2 separate regions of the Drosophila melanogaster genome follow, and region 1 is linked to region 2. Evidence: chromatin contacts called from public Hi-C data. All regions are on one chromosome and are shown on one strand. Each heading gives the region's core, a stretch centred on a gene start, on an enhancer-like site or on the middle of the called end of the contact. The rest is flanking DNA. Distances are from core to core; before and after follow the strand shown.

Region 1 (7,244 bases), core at 376-2,875, 760 kb after region 2:
AGAGACGCCTACCAAAAATGATTCGCTGTGCATCGCGACGATTACGTTCTGTGGGTATTATTTATTTGACCAAATATAAAACATTTACGTATATGAATAAGCCTATAACTTAATCTTAATAATACCTGTTTATTTAACCGTGGTTAGAATTTAAGACAGAGTGTATTCACAGCCAGCATAAAATCATAGATACCATAGGAAAAAGTGCTCCAAATGATCATAGTTTGGTTTTTTAAAATAATATTAAATAGATATAATTTTTGTATAATTTTGGTCAACAGACTGAATTTGGATTAACAACATGAAAAACGAATTTTTGTGCCAGGAGTATCTGTCAATGCTATATACTTCTACATACTAAAGTAGATTATCAAAGCATGGAAGTTAACATTTAATTTTATAGACACATTTGTCCCATCAAAGAATTTAGAAAAACAGCAGGTCAGGAACATGCTTTTCGAATTCCCGAAGTAATCGGCGACTTAGTACATATATTTTAAAATACAAATTTCGATGCATGAGGATGAGGATGTGAGGAGGAAACGGAACGTAATGGTGATGGGGTCAGGGGGGAGGGCGCCGGCTACTGACCGCCAGATGACAGGCGAAAATACTAAGAGGAGAGTGGCAGCGGAAGCGAGAGAGAGCGAAAGATGAGCGGAGAAAAATGGCAGGTAAACGAAAACAGAGCTGAAAAGTGCACAAGTAAAATAGAAAACAAAAATAAACAACAACAATCCAGGAGACAAATCGACGGTAGCAAGTCTTCTTGTTTGCCATTTATTTTCTCTTGAAGTGTGTAAAAACGCAGCAGCAGCAATATGAAAAGCCTCTCCGAAGGTTAGGAGTGCATTAGGTCACTGAAGCGATGCGATGTCTGTGATGTAAGCCGTGCTCCTCCTTTGGCTCTCTCTCATTTTTGATAACAACATGCAAGAGGTTATCAGAAACGGCACAAACCACAGCAACAACAACTAAAGAGGGCGGCCGCGTGGTTGTAATTTAATACACATGCAGAAGGCACGCACACTTACACACGTGGAGCCGCCAACAAGCGGCGCTTATAACCACAAAATGGCCACGGGATATATTTGCAAAACATTTAAAAAATTGCAAATGCGGAGAACAAAAAATCGCAACAAAAGCAAAGGCAAATGCGGTTGAAGCTAATTTGCGAATTCAACGGGCGGGGTGCGGAATTGTGGGCGGAGCAGCACCGCATGGCGATTTGGCTGGGATCGGGGATCTTTTTCGCCATATTGCGACTCTCACCTTCTCTCGTTTTAGCCTGGCTGCGGTTTTCCAGAACCGGGAAGTCCGTCGGCAAGGCCGTGGAATACCGTGACAAGCAGCGCAAGACTTTGTCTTAAGACGAAATTCGCGATCCGTTGTTTGCGGTCCCCCGTTTTCCTTCCTCACGCACACACTCAAAATTTCTTCGGCTGCTGCAGCTTCTTTTCCGCGTATCCAGGGCTGCTCGACACAGCTGGCGATGAAATCCCTGTGATTTTCACGGCTGCGTTATTATGGCCGCTTCCAGGGACTTTCCTTTTGGATTTCCTGCAGTTTTTTCGCGAATTAAAGCCGAAAGATGACTTATTGACGAGCGGATGACCATATTTCGGATTTGGGAAAAATCCAGCTGTGCTGCAAACGAAAAATACCAGCTGTGAACGTTTTTGGTATTAATATTTACCAAATAAATAAATTTATATTTATTTCGAAAACAATGAAAATTCCTTAATAACATTACATTACTTCTTTATTAGGAGTGCTTAAGTATTCTTTTAAATAATGAATTATAATTAAAATTATAATCTGTTTGTACAGTGTTGACAAACGAGCACTTTTTGTAGAACCATATACATTACCCGGTCACACTGAGCCCGCCAAAACAGATATGTTATTGCGCTTATTTAGAAAACCAAGAAAAAACACGAGAACACGTGAAAATACAAATCTACCCAAATGAAATGGGTCCTGCTCAGAAATCCGGAACAGATATTAGTATCGATGATGAGGAGGAAATACTGGCTCTGGAAAAACTACTGGGTGCAGCAGAAAACGAAAATACAAAATCTGCAGAGTCAGAAAAAGCAAAACCCACCGCACCCATTTTGGTGCCAAAACTACGAGAAGACAACAGTTTTGCTAATGCCTTCACCTTCGAGAAGATCGTGAAACCGGAAAAGCAGAAGAATGCTGCTATCATTAAGGAACCAGAGCTGGACTCGTCCGACGACGAGGAGGTAAAGAACTTCCTGGAACGAAAGTACAATGAGTACGGCAGTGATATAAACAAGAGACTGAAGCAGCAGCAGGAGAACGCCTACGAGTCCAAGGTGGCGAGGGAGGTGGATCAGGAGCTTAAGAAGTCTATCCACGTGGTTACATCCACCCCGCAACCCCTGAAAAATCCGCATAATCCTATTAAACGGCAATCGGCGGTGAGCACCACGTTTCAACGTCCTCCGCCAGTCGCTGCCGCCGTGGCATCTACATCCCAGTCAAGTGCTCCCGTATCTGCTGTTTTTACGGATCCAGTCTTCGGACTGCGCATGATCAATCCGCTAGTCTCCAGCTCACTGCTGCAGGAGCGCATGACGGGCAGGAAACCTGTGCCCTTCTCAGGCGTTGCGTATCACATCGAGCGAGGCGATTTGGCCAAAGATTGGGTCATTGCTGGCGCGCTGGTTTCCAAAAATCCTGTAAAAAACACCAAGAAGGGTGATCCCTACTCCACGTGGAAACTATCCGATCTACGGGGAGAGGTTAAAACGATCTCACTTTTCCTTTTTAAAGAGGCCCACAAATCCCTGTGGAAAACAGCGGAGGGTCTGTGCTTGGCTGTGTTGAATCCAACTATTTTCGAGAGGAGAGCGGGAAGCTCCGATGTGGCCTGCCTATCCATCGATAGCTCCCAGAAAGTCATGATCCTGGGTCAATCCAAAGATTTGGGCACATGTCGGGCCACCAAAAAAAATGGGGACAAGTGCACTTCGGTGGTTAACCTAACCGACTGTGATTATTGCATTTTTCATGTAAAGCAGGAATATGGCAAGATGTCCCGACGTTCTGAACTGCAATCGGCGACCGCAGGTCGTGGTATCAATGAACTAAGAAACAAGGTTTTGGGTAGGTAGACTTTGATTTTGAAGAAAACTCAATATAACTTAGTTTTTTCTTTATGTTAAGGCAAAAACGAGGTATTTTACGGCGGCCAAACATTTACTGCAGTTCCCGCAAGAAAAAGTGCCAAGTTAATCACCAAGGAACGTGATCGTCTGAGTATGCTGGCTGGCTATGATGTTTCCCCCTTCGCCCATACCGCTAACCACACCTCAAAGCCCAAAACAGCCGAACCCACTAAAATTCCATATGCAGAACGTGGCGGTCCTGTTTCCCGTTTGGCTGGTGGTGTGGAAGCGTCTAGGAAACAGAGAGTCCAAGATCTAGAGCGGTTGCGTCTGCTTAAAGAGGAAAATGAGCGCTTTGAAAAAAAGAAGCAGGCGGAGGGCCATGTCTTGGGAAGTGATAACAAAAAAGAATCTGAAGCAGGCACACCCGCTGTCAGTATGCCCACTACACCTGTTCCAGATAAATTCAAAAATCGAGGCTTCTCCTTTGATGCCAGTTTAACGCCCAAGCTTTCCGGTAGCGAGAACTTTTCCTTTGAAATCAATGTAGGATCTCGCCAGGCACAAAATGCTAAGCTGAAAGCAGCTGCCCTGCTGAAGAAGAAGCCACTGGAGAAGATCAACCCCAACTCCACACGAGGCAGTGAAAGTGGGAAGAGAAGAGCCATCGATGAACTCAACGAGAAGTTCTCTAGCAGCGCCAAGCGACAAAAAATTGATGAGGACGATCGGGAGTTAATGCGCAAATCAAGAATCGAAAAAATAATGGCAGCCACCTCATCGCATACGAATCTCGTGGAAATGCGAGAGCGCGAAGCGCAGGAAGAGTACTTTAACAAGCTTGAACGCAAGGAAGCGATGGAAGAGAAGATGCTGACCACATACAAGATGCCATGCAAGGCCGTCATCTGCCAGGTGTGCAAGTACACAGCCTTTTCCGCTTCCGATCGCTGCAAGGAGCAGAAGCACCCCTTAAAGGTGGTCGATGCTGAAAAGCGATTCTTTCAGTGCAAAGACTGCGGAAATCGAACTACTACCGTATTCAAGTTGCCCAAACAGAGCTGTAAGAATTGCAAGGGGTCGCGATGGCAAAGGACGGCTATGATACGGGAGAAAAAGATACTGACTGGTAGAGAAACTCTATCCGTGAGAGGAGACGAGGAAACCTTTATGGGCTGCCTAGCAGGCAGTGCTAATCTCAACTTGCTGGTACCCGATGAAGAGTGATGCCCCAATTGGCCGCTATCTGTTATATTTGGTTTATTTTATTTTATATTATTTCAAATAATTTTTAAAAGTTAATTTAAACATATGCAGTAGATGCAAGTATTTACATTCATTAAAGTCATAAAAGTCATCGATAAATAAGTACATTGGTTCGAATACCTAAATATCTAGAGTGCCTGTGAGATTGTTTAAGATGTACCAGATGTACTCAATGATTAATAATGAAGGTTACTTATGATTGTTTAGCTTATGGCGTAAATAAATTGAAACTTATATTATGACTGCTATTACATTAAATGGACATTATAAATCAACCTAGCTTACTTTAGCAGAGTTTTACAATCTTAAATTGAAATAAATATCCAAATACAGAAAACCCCTTTTGAAGCACAAATATTCCTTTAAAAACTTTATTTATTGAGTGTAAAAATTCTTTGGGATAACCATTCATTCTTCTGGCATATAATAGGACGAACTTGGCAATTTACAAATAAAGTTAATTATCTTTTAAGAATATGGCTTTTTGAAGCAAAAGTAATAAGAAGTAATAATAAAAAAAACTAAGGCTGTCTTTGGCTAGTTAAAATAGTGTATAAATGCTTGGGAGTATTTGAAATCGAAATCGGTTATCTTAAAATCCATATTTGGCGTCAACGTAAAGCTAATTGATTATATGTAAAACTAAGACTAATCAACAAACAGTTTGAACTGAAAAACAGGCGTGAGATTAGAACTCTGGGAAACACTATTTCTAGACTGCATCCTCAGCTTGCCATCCTGGACTCACCTCCTTCGTTTCACTGAGATTCAGCAAACTAGAGAAACGGAACGAGATGGTCTTGGACAGATGCTTTTCAAACTCCCTGCTGTCCAGGTTGTCTGGGATGAGACTCTTGTTGGTCATATCCAGGTAGGATCGACCCCTCTTCACGGGGACAGAATAATGTGGCAGTGAGGTGGTCGCTGGAGGTTCACTGGTCATGTTGCTGTAGCTTGGAGTACAACTGGATTTCCGAATATTTAAGGGGAATCGCAAATCGTTTTCGTATCGCAAAACCTGCCCGTTGGCGGTAGCATCAAGCAAAGGTCGTGGTAAGTCGTAACCCGGCGGAGCCGTTGAAGTCACTGGCATCTCCTCCTCAGACTGATCGTAGCTGGTGGCCTGGTCATGGATGTCGTAGGCTATTTTGGGAGGTGACCAAAGGTGCTGCAACGATTCTGGTTCGCCCAATTCCGTGGTTATTAAGGCGGAATCATCCCCACAATAAAGGGGATTCGAAACGGCATTCGTTTCCAGATCTATGTACTTGGCATTGTTTCCCAATAGCTTCTCAAACTCCGATGCTAAAAACTTGAATGAGGGTCTTCCATTTGGCTCGTCTGCCCAGCAAGTTCGAACTATAGAGTAGACAGCCTCCGAACAGTTTTCTGGTCTGTCCATGCGGTAGCCCGTCTTCAGCAAGGACCACAAATTCTGGGGAGCAATGCCAGGATACGGAGAGGCTCCCAGAGTGATTAGTTCCCAGCAGAGAACGCCAAAGGACCACACATCCGATTTGCTGGTATACACATGATCCGCTAAAGATTCCGGAGCCATCCACTTTAAAAGGGGTTTCCGGATTAATATTAATGTTATAGGGGGTTAATTTTGAGGTCTTACCTTGACGGGCACACGATCTCGGGATCTCTTTAAATAGGCATCGTCCTCGTAAACATCTCGAGTCAGTCCGAAATCTGATATTTTGCATATCTTGCCATCCGCAAGGAGCACATTTCTAGCAGCCAAATCACGATGAACCAACTGGAGGATAAAGGGCGTCTATATATTGGTTGAAAAAATTATTTCTCTTACCCACCTTTAACTCAGAAAGGTAAGCCATACCCTTGCAAATCTGCCAAGCAAAGGTAAGTACCATCTTAACATTAACAGGCTCCACTCCATCTGCGAAATCTACGCCGGCACACTCGATCTTCCGACTGAGTCGAAGATAGCTCCTCAGAGAGCCATACCGAGCATACTCGATGATCAGGAGAGGTGCTTCGGAGGAGGTGCAGGCGCCTAGCAGCTTGATCACATTCGGGTGAGAGACCTCCTGGAGGAGCTGAAACTCCGAAAGCAGGGCCATGTACTCCACTGAATTGGAGCCCTTCTTGAGCATCTTTACGGCCACCGTGGTTATTCCCGGCAAGCCAGCGATCTCGGTGGCAAAGCCCTTTAGCACCTGACCAAATTCACCCTCTCCCAAGACCGTATCTAGTTGCAGTTTTTCCCTGGGAAACTCCCATTTGGCATCCCCACTTTCGAACCTGAAGCCACTCTGCAGCGGCATCAAGGCGAAATCTCCGCCTCCTGATTCCGGAAGAGCTTGTTTCGACGACGTGGTCATTGATTGCTTGCCCAAGCGACGTTGGAGCATCTTTCTCTGCGCAATCAGCAAACAGAGGAGCAGGAGAACGAACAATAGAGGGCACGTGATCACGAAGAACATGCAGGAGCGATCGCATTCGAAACCGGCCACATTTAGGACACCCAGAAGCATGGGATCCTGAAGTGGCTGATTCGGAGGAGTGCCCCTTCGTACCCCCAGCAGAGGTTCCGCCTCTGTTTCGTTTTTTCGTTTTCGCGGTTTCTTCATCTTGGGTTCCTCATCTAACGGAGCGCACGAGCACTTGCCATTATCCTCGCAAATGCAGGTACCCGAGGCACTGTATATCCCTCTCTTATTCTCATTACTTGAATGGGGACCCACGATTCTTCCAGCTGGCGTGCAATCCTGCGGACAGGCCATAGGATTCAGTTCCTCTAGGGGATCACAGACATGATCTGGACAGTAACGAGATTCGGGTACACAGGAACCATATCTAGTGCCGAACATGGCT
Region 2 (6,922 bases), core at 895-3,394:
TGTTTTTATATAAATACAAAAAATAAATTGTGTATTAAAATTCGATATCCGAATGGTGAATCCAACATAAACTAAACCAGATTGCAAGACAAACCCAAGTATTCCAAACAGAACCGTAAGGCTAAATGTAAGCTCAGCAAAATAATGATCAAAGAATTAATAGTTACGCGTTAGTAAATGAATTGTGTGTGTTTGTGTCGAGTCATCGTCAAATCCGTGTCTCCGCCAATTTGTTACAGTCATAGGCCGAGTCAGCGCCACAGCTGAGCCGCATTTTAAACAAATAAACGTAGACTTAAGTGCAACATGAGAACTAAAACTACCATGTCAAAGCGAGCAACACGACTAAGGGATGCCACCAACTTGTTATATAGTCGCAATGGAGGATTCATCCCCGCAATTAGCCTGTATGTGTAGAAAGCGCATTTAAAAACGTACTGCAAATATTAACAAACCTTTGATACAGCAATCGGAATTAATAAAAACGAGAAAATCAAACTGCAATGTAAAATAAAAAAAGGGACACTCTTTTAATCTCTAGCTAGCTGCAGACGCTCGAATACACTTTATTTTCTAGCTTATTAGCTTTTAATTGCACATAATGTCTTAAATGTTACTAATATTTCGCTTAGGTATACCATCTCCGCTGCACAATACTATAACAGGCACTTAGATCTTAAACTTAACATTCTGCTTCGCGTTCATGCTCTCCATGCTGACCTGGAAGTTGAGATAGTCGCTCTGGATGCGGGCACACACTGAAAGAAATGTGTTGGGTAAACTAAGTTGGGACTGAGGAGCGCTTTGACTGTTACTATTGAGATGTGCTACTTACTTACAGTGGCAGTGTTCATTGCGATAGAGAGTTTACTGCTTAAGTACTTCCGATAGTTTGTACAGGGTGCGGGTGAATTTACAGAGCCCCTAGGGATCATCGTACTGTTCCAATTTGATATAAGCAAGTGCTGTGATAGAGAAGCGGCAGGGCGAGATGGATAGAATAAGTGAGTAAATCGCTTAACACTGGGAAAAATTCGTTCCAAGCATGCGAAGAGTTCTCATAAATTTGGAACAAGTCCAAAACTCAAGAAGATACTGACTTGAAATGCAATTTTGATTATTATTCTATTAGAAGAAGATAACTGAGAGTGAATATTTTGAATTTGAAATATTTTAAAATAACGTAACAATATTAAAAAACCATTTCAGTCGAAATTAAATTGATTACTGGTGGGATAACTGAAGATCAAAGTTTTGTATCGCAAGCTACTACTTTTCCGTTTATGTTATTTTAAGCCCCTTTTTATAAATTTGCTATCAAGATTGGAAAACAGAAGTGCTTTTCGTCCAATTGTGGTTCGGAACTTATCTTAAATGGTTGTAATGCCATAAAATACTACAATTAACAAGTTATTTAGACACCTAATTATTCAGCTGACTAGCATCTCTCTATAAGAAATCCCTTCACATTCAAAAACTTCAGAAAGAATTTTTCTCAGTGTGAGGTAACTAGCGTGCGACAAGAGGAGTCAGCTGGAGGAGTCGTTTATCATTTTGTATATATACAAATGCGTGAACTCGTGTGGGAGGTGGGTGGTGGATGGGCGGGATAGTGAGGATGGGTAGGAGGAGCTCCAGACAGGAAAAGGGCTTGGCTCGCATTAGGGTGACAGCGAAAGTGGGGCAGTTGGTACACAGGTTTTCTACGCGATGTGTATGTATGAGCGGGGGTAATGAGATGGCGGAGCCACTTTCTCACCCTTCTGCAGGTCCATGTCGTCCATTTCGGAGTTCTTGATCTGCTGCAGCTTCTCGCGGAACTTCTTTGTGATCTGCTTGCGCTGGTAGTCCGCCTCGATTTCCTGCTTGGTGCGCGGTATACGGAAGCGAATGCAGCAGCATACCATAATCACTGCGGCAATGATTCGATTAAACTGTGTCCAGACCGAAGCTACAGCTATGATGTACTCACTTATTAGGAGGAGGACACCCAGAACGGCGGCGATAATGTGCCACACTCGGAAGCCCGCTATGACCACACTTTCCAGCCACATTTCATCGAAGATATCCGAATCGTCATCCATTTTCCGCTTGGTTTGTGAGCTCTGTCAGGTGCTGGAACCGCGGAGCTGCTCCCAAAACACGTCCGGCTGCCTGGCCAATCCAGTTCCTACTGCTGGCCCAGGAACTGGTCCGAACTGGCCTGTCCCACCAAATAAGTTGGTAAGGGAGGCGCGGCCCAACACACTCCCTTCCTTCTGGAAAAATAATTCGCGGGGTGTATCCATGTGGCGGCAAAATGGCTAACTTGTAAAATAACAAACAATGGAGCCATCCCCTCCTGTGGACAAATGAAGCCTGAAACTAGAAAAGGCAATGATAGATATTTTACTAGACACAGGGCAGGATTGCTTCGGATGGAGGAATCTGGAACACCTTTGTCCTTACGAAACTTGCAATAGTTAGTCCTTAACAACTAACAAGTTCATGTTCTGAACATAAGGTATATTTGGAAAAAACGATAAAAACCTTTTTTAAAAACCTTCATTTGATTTTAAAGTGGTAAAATTATACAGTTCCTAAATATCTGTATAAAGTATTATGAACAAACTCAACCTCCTTTGTAAAAATCCGTCCCTGGTACATTGTGAATATGAATGCTAAAATGACAACAAACTCGACTCGAGTCCAAGAAAATGGGTGCGGTGCCGCATGCCTCAGGATAAAGACCCACTCACTTTACATACCGCAAGGATCGGGGGCGCAACAGCGGGGAATCGCGGGGCCAGGACAGTCCTCCCCCAACAAAGGACAACATGCAAGTGGTTAGTTAAACGGGCATGGTCACCTGCTGGTCACACCCAATTGGTTTTGTTACTTTCCGCGCTCGCTGAGATGCTAACTACTAAGGTCTGGGCGGGATTTGGAGGCGCCGGAATATGGCCTAATGACTGTAGAATGAAGGAATTGGCGTCCGGTCTTATGTGTGACTGCAATTACTCAATCAGACTGAGGGGACGTGGTCCTTTTGTCCCTTTATATACGTCTTCCAGATAAACAATTGTTATGAAGCCACTGAGGAAAGTCTGCTGGCTTACTTATAGTTGTTTTGTGATGGCGAATTTTAATAATATTATTAAATCTTAAGTAAATAAGAGTAAATCACAATTAACCGCAACTTTAGCGGATACTGCAATCGGATGTCTGGCAAAATTGTTCATAATTTTCCTGATCGGATATAAAACGGAGTTCGATGATGCTTCTAGATCCATTAGCATCCATGATGAGGACGATATGGTGTGCGAGCAGGCCGAGAAGGGTGCCCACTTGCCAGTACCATCTACACCATCTACCACTTTTTTTATTCACTGAATGAGAGTTTTCCTGGAAGTAATCGTTTGATCAAAACATTTATTGAGGTGTTAACTTAGCCCATTAGGTACATACGTTTCGAAACTCTAAACTTAGTTTTAAAGAACCGCGTAGTGCTTATCGAAAGGTGGCGCCACCTGGAAGGACGAAACTCGCGATGGCATTGGCCGAACCGTTCACAATGGACCCCAAAATGGCACTCGCTGGGATTGAGGCGCTTGCGCAGGAGCACTCAGTGTCGCCCCAGCGAGTTGGGGCAGCACTCATTCACCTACTCATTCAACAAAATGTGTGCTGTGTGCTATCCCGAATCAGTTTCAGTTCAGGCTCTCGTTCGGTGGCACATCGGTGGCGCTCGTCGCAGAAAAGGCATGCAGAGAAAATTTAGAAAGTAGTTGCTGAAAAAAGCAGAGCGCAGCCAACCCAAGCAGAGGAACACTGGGGGAAAATCGAAACCGAGGGGCGATTATATTGCGAATCGGATGGATCATATATCCGCGCTGTGGCATTATCCTTCGGATCGAATCGAGGCGAAATCGAATTGAGTCGGGCTCGGGCCAGTGCCAGTGTGTGTGTGCTAGTGAGTGCCAGTTCCGAGTGTGTGTGAGTGTGCGGAGTACATATGTAATAGGGCCATGAAGTTTTATTGAAAAACGAGGCAGAGACAAGGCGAAAGGCCATAAGAATTGGGCCCGCAGCCCCCCGGAAGACCCCGACACGCCCCTTCGCAAGGAGTCGCTGTGTAGCTGTGAAAAAAGCGTGCCCCATGCAGCAGAACTGTGCCCATGTGGCTCCGAATGGGAGGAGTCGCCCATTTGGTAACGGTAACGTCGTGCAGCTGAAAAATTCCCAATCAGAAATCTGTTGAACGAAAATCGAAGAGGGTCGAGTAAAAACCTATATGTACATACATACATACATATATGCATATGCATATGCATATGCACCTCCAATAGTCGCGTATAAAATAAATCAGAAAGTACAACAAATTGCTCAACTTGCTGTGTGCGAAAAATCGGGCCAAAATGTGCGAGCGTGTGCGTAAAGTGCGTGGGTGTGTGTGAAAGGTGTAAAAAATGTACATTCTGTGAATTGGCCACATAAAAAAAAGAGGAAAAAGAAAAGGAAAACGAATACGAGTAACGAGTGTAACGACAGACGTTATATTCGGAGGCGATTCGTAGTTCTTGTTTTTGTTGCCACTTCGTTGTTTGCCCGCAAGAGGAAGGCAACAACTTAGGCCCCAAAATGCCCAGAGATCTCGACTCCGGCTCCAGTTCCAAGACCGATTCCATAACCGATTCCGTCTCCGCTTCCGGCACCAACTCCGGCGAATCCGGGGTTGGCAATAGCTATATTCCCGGGCAGCAGCAGCAGCGTCAGCACCTCCACCAGCCTACTTCGCGCCCACCCACGCTGTGAATCCCCACAAATCTGACTCAGATTCAGATTTAGATAGCGATTCAGATTCAGATACAGATTCAGACAAAGATCAAAGTCCAAGAATCTCCAGCACCTACCTGCAAGCGCCACTGCAATTAGACGCATATTATCCACAAATCAATATTAATCACCAAATCAGCAAAGTAAGCACCGCTTTTCGTTTGTTCGAGCCACACACGCCAAACATAAAGCCAATCAAAACCCATAGAATGCACATACGAGCGCTTTTGTTTTGACCGCCAAACGTTGCACGCCTATCGCCGCCAAATAATCGATATTCGATTGGTAGCGCTTCGAAGGGGTGTAGCTAGCCATGCAATGCGGTTTCCTCCTCGTGAGGTCTAATTATTGAGTATTTACCATTATTTAAGTTGCATTATTTTGATTTTTCTTGAATTTTAAATGCATTGCAAAATTATCGCAAAGTCCACGATAGTTTCGATAGGTTTTTGCTTATCAGAAGGCCAACAAAGTTCGGTTTAACCAGCAGAACCAGGCATATAATATATAATATCCAACTCTTTTATTTGTAAGTGCTTGATTACAGTTTATATGTGGGCTTAAAAATAGAATACTAAACCTAAATGTAAATTAGAAAAATGTGGTACCTTTTTGTTGCTTAAGCTTTCTGATTTTGTAAATGGAAATAATCTTCTATATTGTTATAGTATATAATGTGTTTTAACTAAAGAATTAAGTAGTAGAAGTGAAAGATTTTATATTTCATTAATTCTGTTCAATAATGCCACCTATGCTGATTTCAACTAGGGATTACTTAAAAATATTAAACTACTACTCAAGTTGGACATGCTATGCGATTTTATTTGGCCTAATGGACTTTGGTGTAGATAATGTGTTTTTTAAGTATTGCTCTTGATTATAAGCGTTTTCATGGTTAAATGCTTTTAAACAATTCGTTTAATTTGCAACTGAACTTTAAAATTAAAAATAAATTTACAATTCCACTAGTCAAACACTGGATTTTTCACTTGATCTTATACCTTAGCTTAATAGCATGCAATTTTACGACTAATTTTTGATGGAATCCACTTTAATTTGGAATACATTTCTGCGGCAATAACAAGTTTAAAATAGGCGTCTAGGGCAATTTTCTCTGTATTTCGCACTTTTCGCAGAGTGGCGTCGAACCAAGAAGGCTGTTCGAGTAATGTTTGAATGAAAAACGTGAATGTACTCTTCGCTTGTGTTGGTGTCCACGAATGGAGAACGTGTGTGTATGGGTATGACGTGACGTCACATCATAGGAAGATAATTACTGTAAAAATTGTGTGTTAAGGCATAAAAACAAAATATTAAAAAAGAAAATGCATACTCTTTTAATTATAGTCAATATGATGCAAATTATTTTTGAAATCGAAACAATTTGTGGAACTGAAATCATTTACGAGAATATAAAAATATTTCCTAATTGAAGTTAGCTTGCTGTTAAGTTTCGTTACTAAACTTTAGCTAATTAAAAATACCGCACGGCTTACGATGTTTAAATTAAATACCGAAAAGATTGTGAAAAGCGCGCGAAGGTGAATTTCGTGGTACGGACCCTATATCTGTGCTCCTCTAACGCAAGCGTCGCTTACGGGCGACCCAAACGAGCAGCATCGTGCCGTTGCCTCGCACACTTCACCTCGGGATCCAATCAGATGTTCAGTGCCAACTCGAACGAACGCGTCGAACCAAAGTGACAGCGCTGTGTGTTCGACGTCGGATGTCGTGGGCTCTATAAAGTTTACTCTCCCCACAAGTCAGTGAATGCGGTTGAAATCAGTCGTAAAATACAACAAAGGCAGCGCAGCAGTCTCGCAAATTAAATGTAATTAAGTGCATTTAAGTTTTATACCTACGTGCTTCGATTCCCAATTTTCCTGTCAACAAAGCGCCGAAAACCCCGTGCTACCCAAAATCGCGGCTGTTCTCGCTCCTCTTGTTTTAGGGAATTTCGCGTGTGCTGTCATCGGAATATTCATTGTGTTGCTGCGCGTGTGTTTGTGCGGAGAGCGTGGTAGAAGCTCCACCACATTTGTTATGTCAATAATTAGCAGCCCCAAAAACGAAGCCAGAAATGCGTTGAGGTTGAGGCGTTGATCAA

Evidence for each region. A called contact is a pair of places that touch in the nucleus more often than the background predicts.
Region 1: a Hi-C map of the Kc167 cell line shows a contact between it and region 2, with 2.0 times the contacts expected there. The contact joins the promoter of bur here to the promoter of CG15130 in region 2. A contact is called at or near these places in 2 of 107 Hi-C or Micro-C datasets (the Kc167 cell line and embryo).

The regions. Positions count from the first base shown.
Region 1 is chr2L:21,178,058-21,185,301 of dm6, forward strand. It overlaps bur (burgundy), which reads right to left and starts at 1,626. Exons shown (of 10, transcript NM_001299191.1): 1 at 1,273-1,626. Mcm10 (Minichromosome maintenance 10) reads left to right here and starts at 1,876. Exons shown (of 2, transcript NM_136253.4): 1 at 1,876-3,135; 2 at 3,196-4,755. The coding sequence starts at 1,974. The coding sequence ends at 4,364. Ret (Ret oncogene) reads right to left here. Exons shown (of 7, transcript NM_165359.2): 5 at 6,221-7,244; 6 at 6,025-6,165; 7 at 4,389-5,964. The coding sequence ends at 5,116. It also overlaps asRNA:CR44911.
Region 2 is chr2L:20,422,516-20,429,437 of dm6, forward strand. It overlaps CG15130, which reads right to left and starts at 2,145. Exons shown (of 3, transcript NM_136190.3): 1 at 1,973-2,145; 2 at 1,760-1,912; 3 at 591-758. The coding sequence starts at 2,084. The coding sequence ends at 670. Arpc2 (Actin-related protein 2/3 complex, subunit 2) reads left to right here. Exons shown (of 8, transcript NM_001299173.1): 8 at 1-512. CG31688 reads left to right here and starts at 6,510. Exons shown (of 5, transcript NM_001273696.2): 1 at 6,510-6,646.